2 separate regions of the Rattus norvegicus genome follow, and region 2 is linked to region 1. Evidence: chromatin contacts called from public Hi-C data. All regions are on one chromosome and are shown on one strand. Each heading gives the region's core, a stretch centred on a gene start, on an enhancer-like site or on the middle of the called end of the contact. The rest is flanking DNA. Distances are from core to core; before and after follow the strand shown. Region 1 overlaps Nmnat2 (nicotinamide nucleotide adenylyltransferase 2). Region 2 holds the start of Lamc2 (laminin subunit gamma 2).

Region 1 (3,156 bases), core at 222-2,721:
CCCACATGCTAGCCACAGAACTATCTCCCTATCCCTTTTTGTATTCTTCTTAAAATTATCCTGTTTCATTTATTATTATATGGCATGCAAGTGCCGGAGCACACAAGTGGAAGTCAGAAGACAACTTTGTGGAGCTGGTTCTCTCTTTCCACCTTTGCGTGGGTGCTGGGGATCGAACTCAGGCTGTCAGACATGTGTGATAAGCACTCCGACCTGCTGAGCCGTCTTTCCAGCCGGTGTTGTTTGTTTGTTTGTTTGTTTTTGTTTTTTGGGGGTTTTTTGTTTTGTTTTGTTTTTCATTTTAAAGATAGGGCTTTCCTAAGTTTTCTTAACTAATGATCCTCCTTCCTCAGCCATGTTAGCAGTTAAGATTAAAGGAGGCCTCACCAGCCTGGGTTCATCCTTTCAGTTTGAAACATTGATTGAGCACCAACTGTTGGCAACAATCACTAGTCTATGGCTAGGAGAACAGAGAGAGATAAAATATTTGGTTAGTCATCTTGCTTTCCAGCAGGAAAGACAATGAATTTTATTCAGCCGTATCTCATAGATTGTCGGACGTAACCCCTTTGAGATGGGATCTCTATTCCCATCTTAAAAATATAGAAAGGGAAAAAAAATATAGAAAGGGGACTGGCAAGGTGGCTCAGTGAGTAAAGGCACTTAGGACAAGACTGATGGCCTGAGTTCAAGCCTCAACTCACGTGGGACAAGGAGAGAACTGGTTCAGGTGGATTGTCCTCTGGCTTCCACACACACAACATGACGTGTACACGTACACACACACACACACACACACACACACACACACACACACACACTAAATAAACAAACATAACAATTTAAAAATATATACAAAGAGGGGGGCTTAAGTAGGTTGGGACTTGCTCTACATAGCACAGCTGTTGATTGGCAGAACAGGGCCTCACGTGATTCTTCAGATCCTTGATTCAGTTAACATGAACCTGTGGAAGAATGACAGGCATCCCTCAAAGCAGGCCCAGGTGAAGGCACAAGCTGGGCATTGAATCACCTGATCCAGGTTAAGTAGTCACAAAGAGAAAAGGTTTTCATGTAGGGAGGAGGCTATGAAAGACCCAGTAGAGGGCACAAGCCTCTGGGAGGCGATGGATGGCTTGGGAGGCGAAGGCAGAGAAGCGAGTCGATCCTTTTCGTTTGGAGAGGCGCTGGTTTTTGATGGAGTGATCTAAATCACTGAGTGTGATCATTGCCTGTACTGGCCATTCTCAGGGTATTGCCATTTTAAACAAGCACGAGTTAATGTTTAACTCAAAGTATTAAATGCCTAAAGGTGTAATTCCAGACACCAGAAGGCGGCCAGTGAGGAAACTCTCTTTCTCTTGAACTTCTTAAAGCCTCGCATTCTTTTCATTGGTTGTGCCCTACATGCCTCCAACCAACCAGTTATGGACTAACCGGCTTCCTACATCCATCAGCTATGGGAACATAACCAAAGAAAATAAACAGAGGAAGAGCTGGGGGCATTAACTACTCCAGAAGAAATCCCAGGGCCCCAGGATAAATGGGGCAAAGACAAACATGTGGTTATTCAGGCTCAGATGACTTTTTATCAAACTGCCTAACTCCAGCCCGGAAGCAGGAAGCCAGCCGGACTCTTCCAGCCCCGGGGGATTAGGTCCCCACATTGCTAAAACCCAAACTGAATAATCCACAGCCGAAAGGGCCTTCAGTCCCAGTGATGCTAAATTTGGAGGCTGATTTCTGCTCAAGGATTTCGTGTAAAAGGCGCTGTGGATTTGGTTTTCTGGCTTTGGACACGAGGCCGGAACTCTGGGCCTTCCCACACTCCCAGTCAAGCTGACAGCGCAGTGGGGTTGGTTTCCTCTGGGAAGCCCCGCTGAAGGAGCTTTCATTTGTTTGCGTCGAGGGCCATCCTGGAAGTGCACTCCTGGCTGCCCGACTCTGATCACACTAGCTCTGGCCTAGCCTTTCCTTCAGAAGGGTAGAAGCCAGAGGGGTACAGAGGATGCTCTGCAGGGGAGTGGTTCTCACAGATGGGGATTTACGCGCGCCATTCTCCCGTTTCTTTCCCCACCTAGAAGTGCCTACAGCTGCATGCTCTAGGGGGCGACAGAGAGCAATGAACTGAGGATACCTGGTAAGGATTGATTTTTTTTTTTTTTTTTTTTTAAGAGCAAGGTGGTGGTGGTCGTGGGTATTTTCCTTCCTTTATGTCTAGTTTTTTTGTTTTGTTTTTCATTTTTTAAAAAAATGATCCATGATTTTCCTGCCTCAGTCCTTGAGTTCTGGGATTATAGGAATACGCCACCACATACACAAGGTATATTTTCAACTTGTGGTATTTTTTTGTTGTTTTTTAAATTTTATTTTATTTTACTTTTTTATGAGAGAAGGTTTCTCTGAGCCCTGGATGTCCTGGAACTGGCTCTGTAGACCAGGCTGGCCCGGAACTCATAGAGATCTGCCTGCCTCTGCCTTCCAAGTGCTGGGATTAGCAGCGTGCCACCACGCCTGGCCGGAGTTGTGATTTTTTTTTTTTTTAAACTGAAGAAGTTTCAAGTCACTATAATATGAGTCTTATCGATGGATCTAGAAGTGTGAAGCGGTGGAAAGAGCGACCCAAGAGGGATCAGATTCGATCACTAGCTGTGTACGTAGGACATGTTCCTGAATCTCATCAAGTTGGTTCCTCCATCTAAGAAATGAGAACGGAGACACGCATCTCAGAAGGCCACTGTAAGGATGAGATGAGATAATAAAGCCCCGGGGAGAGTTGCTGGCACGTGGCAGAGCCCGTGGTAAATGCTTACTGATGGCCCCGTGCATCCCTGACTGCCATCTACAAAAAACACAGGAGGCCGGAGCCGCTGGTGTGCTGGACCCTGAGAAGAAAGTGAGCAGGGCTCTGAGCCCTGCTTTAGCGTGATCTCACTGGATAGTACCAGTGAAGCCTTCCTTCCACGCCTTCAGTGCGTCTTGAAGGATCGGTCTTATTGCCAATGAAGTTGAGCCCGCTGATTAAAACACCCGAATGACCTCTCTGTGTTGGAATGAAATCCCCTATCATTATGATCAGGGCTCTGCTTGTTTCGTTTGGCTGTTTGTGCCCGTTGCTCATAATGTGTTAGTCACTGCAAGATATGAGTCACTGAA
Region 2 (3,375 bases), core at 497-2,996, 80 kb after region 1:
TATGTATTTAATTATAGCCAAGAGGCAAATTGCTGTAATAATTACCTATTTTGATATATATACACACATATATACATATATATATACATATACATATATATAAATTACTTTTATAATGAGGTCAAAAAAGCTAAGAACACCTGGATCAAAGGTTCTGCCACTGCTTGGGTGGCCTTGTGCAACTTTTCAATCAAAGGAGTCTTAGTTGCTGATCTATACACAGTTACTTTTAATTCTAATATTCAGAGACTGTTTTCACTCTCAGAATGTTTTCTACCAGGTTTCAACTAGTTTATCCTGACTCACGGGGAGCCTACCCTTCATGACTACGTTCACATGCTTTTTGTAAAAGATTCATTTCACATATCTAAAGTACACAACAGGTTTTGATCCGACTAGTGCAAAGGTTACTGTGGTCAAGAAGATGAACGTGATATGTCTATCCTTCCACAGATACCCCTTTTTGGTGACAATTTTGCATGATCGATGCACTGTGACCTCGGATCCATGGCAGTGGTGACTAGAATGCCACGGAGTTCAGGAAGCAACAATAAACCTGAATGTGAAAAGTCGTGTGATCAGAGGAAAGAGCCTCTGCTAAATGACAGGGAAACCCCGCACTATGTGTCATCATAGTTGACAGGGCACATGTACACGAAAAACAGTCGCTAGGTTCTCACAATGTTTTGTTTGCATGAACTTAACTCCTCACTCAGGACAGCCACCGGGTACTCTCTCAGTAAGAGTAAATGATACTTGAGGTTTGAGTCCAATAAATACATGGAAGGTGAAACTTGTAAAAAGTAACACTTGCAGTTTTGGGTATTACCAAAACGCTTAAAGTTCACGCTCTATCTCAAAAATACAACACGGATAACAAGGGGATTAAGGAAGTTCTGTTTTTAGTCTGCGTGGTGCTGCCGGGCATGGTAAATTACAGGGACAGTTTAAAGACTAGCATGTTACTGATTGATCGTGTGTGGAGGGGTCCCCTAGTGCCAAAGAAAAGAAAGGGAGGAAATTGAAAGAGGAATGGCTTTAGGGCGAGGAAACCCTTGGCTGGCACAACCCAACAGCTTCGAGTTTTTATCTCCAGGGGCTTTATGGGAAAACTGTCACTTTAGAGTGACTCTGAAGGAGCCCCAGGTAGGGAGATGGGCGCCCTGCAGAGATCCAGGTGAATTCAACCACCATCACCATCACCATCACCAGGGAAGGGCAAGTTGGCCTGAGGCGCGGTGGGAGCACTCACCTTCTCTCCTGGAGGTGGCCTGGGCTGCTGGCAGCAGGAGCGCGACCCCGAGGCAGCAGCTGAGCCAGAGCGCAGGCATGGCCGGGCCGCGCTCGGTCGCTGCCGCTGCGGGTGCCTGCCGGGCGCCGGAGTCTTCGCCCCGCTGTGCCTTCCTTTTACCTCGATCAGGTGTTTTATCGACTCTTCTACCTGACTCAGTCCTGACAGGAAGAGAGTTGGTGTTTCGGGGCGTGACTCACCTGTGAACAAGGAGGACCCAACCCTCCGAGGCAGACAAACACTCAGCGCACGCCGAGCAGTAAACCCGCTCACTGCGGCCCGGGCTCCCCCCTCCGCAACCGGGGCGCACACCTGGCCCCGCCGAGGGCGTGGTGCAGAGGCTGCGGTCTAGAGATCCTTCTGGAATGTACCACATCCTCCCCCCCCCCCCGCACCCCTTTACACACAGCCGTTCTCTCCCGGGGTGGTCCTGGAGGGAACTCAGGGTGATAGACATCAGCCACCTCTTCCTCAAACCAGGGTGGAGAGAGGACACGGATGCTGATCTCGGTCACAGTCGGAAGCCCCCTCCACTCTGGTCTAAAACACAGAGAGGCAAATTAACCAGACTGAGGGACCCAACAAGATCCTCTTCACTCTCAGGGCAACTTTAATTCTGAGCTGCAGCAGGTATTTTATTCACACCTAAACACACACACACACACACACACACACACACACACACACACACACACACACACACTCTACCACCAGGGTGACCCAAAGATTCTTTCCTGGGTCTACCTACCCCCTTAACCTTGAGATAGCAAACTCATTAAATTACTAACAGTTTGCAGGCCAGCCTCCAAAGAGCTAGTTCACAGTTGGTAGTCAACAAGCCTTCTGTTCATAAGGGAAAAAGGACCATGATTTCCTAGTCTTTTAACATCTTAGAGCATATTTTGTCATGCCATTCACTCTGGCCCCGCTGGAGCGACGTTAAGAGGAACGGTACCAGTCAAGTCCATGTGCTAGCCGAGGTGAGTAACACCAAGTGGGGGAGGGGAGGCAATCTTGGCCTATCCTACACCGTCCTGGGAACTTCTCCTAAGGTGAATAATTCAGAAGTGACTGTCAGAGAAGGCTTTCCAATCCTGCTAGAGATTTAAGATTTACTAGTATTTCTATAGACACAATGTATCCACCACAACCAATAAACACTCCCTTTTCCCATGGTAAGGACAGCAAAGGCCCTCAATAAATACCTAGTCAGTGACTAAATGAATGACGGTACTGTAGATAGCTCTGCAGCCAACACTCTAAGATAACTAACAATGTAAGCCATGCATATTGTCAGAGGGTGTGAGAATTCCCATTTCTAAGTAGTAGTGACCAGTGTAGGCTGACCGGGAGAGATGTGTCTGGCTTTGTATAGAACATAGAGTCCGAAGTAGATGCCTGGTTCTAACCAGGAAGTGGGTAAAGCACTGAAGAACAACAGAAGCAAGATGGGCTACTACAGACAGGCTGACATCTCTAAAATCTAGCGCAAAATGAACGATAGAACGGGCATTCTAATTCTCTTAACCTAGACTTAACTCTCTTCTACTCCGTCCAAATAATGTGAAGATCCTTCTCACTCAAAATCGGTGTCCAGCTACTGCTAACGCTACAGTTCCCTGAGATCAGGCATCTACAATTTTGTTTCTTCCAGTAGCTGCTGCGTGGTGGAGAGAGAGAGTGAGACAGAGAGACAGAGACAGAGAGACAGAGACAGAGAGACAGAGACAGAGAGACAGAGACAGAGAGAGACAGAGACAGAGAGAGACAGAGACAAAAAGAGAGAGAGAGACAGAGACAGACAGAGAGACAAACAGAGAGAGACAGAGACAGACAGAGACACAAAGAGAGAGAGAGAGAGAGAGAGAGAGAGAGAGACAGAGCACGCATTTCTGAGTGTCATGAACCTTGCATATCTACCACCCACTGACTGAAAATATTGACCAAGTCCACAGTGCTGGAGGAACAGGGCATAGCGCCCTGCAAAATAAAATCTTAAAGACAAAATTTGGTTTTTAGCACAGATTCCACTGTCTACCATGTCTCAACTGTTTTCATTTTCGTCTGCTGCCATCTTTACGGTG

The links. A called contact is a pair of places that touch in the nucleus more often than the background predicts.
Region 2: a contact with region 1 is called in a Hi-C map of the A7r5 cell line, with 3 times the contacts expected there. The contact joins the promoter of Lamc2 here to the enhancer-like site in region 1. A contact is called at or near these places in 6 of 12 Hi-C or Micro-C datasets (the A7r5 cell line, hepatocytes, kidney and 2 more).

What each region holds. Positions count from the first base shown.
Region 1 is chr13:67,813,015-67,816,170 of GRCr8, forward strand. The region is part of intron 8 of Nmnat2 (nicotinamide nucleotide adenylyltransferase 2); the gene reads left to right. Among named protein-coding and RNA genes, the nearest start is that of Lamc2, 80 kb to the right of the region's middle. Within about 2 kb of position 1,472, at least 18 of the 93 cell types and tissues checked have an H3K27ac peak or open chromatin away from gene starts, as enhancers often do. A contact at or near this core is called in the A7r5 cell line, where this site is marked.
Region 2 is chr13:67,892,948-67,896,322 of GRCr8, forward strand. Lamc2 (laminin subunit gamma 2) reads right to left here and starts at 1,747. Exons shown (of 24, transcript NM_001100640.2): 1 at 1,604-1,747; 2 at 1,253-1,452. The coding sequence starts at 1,331.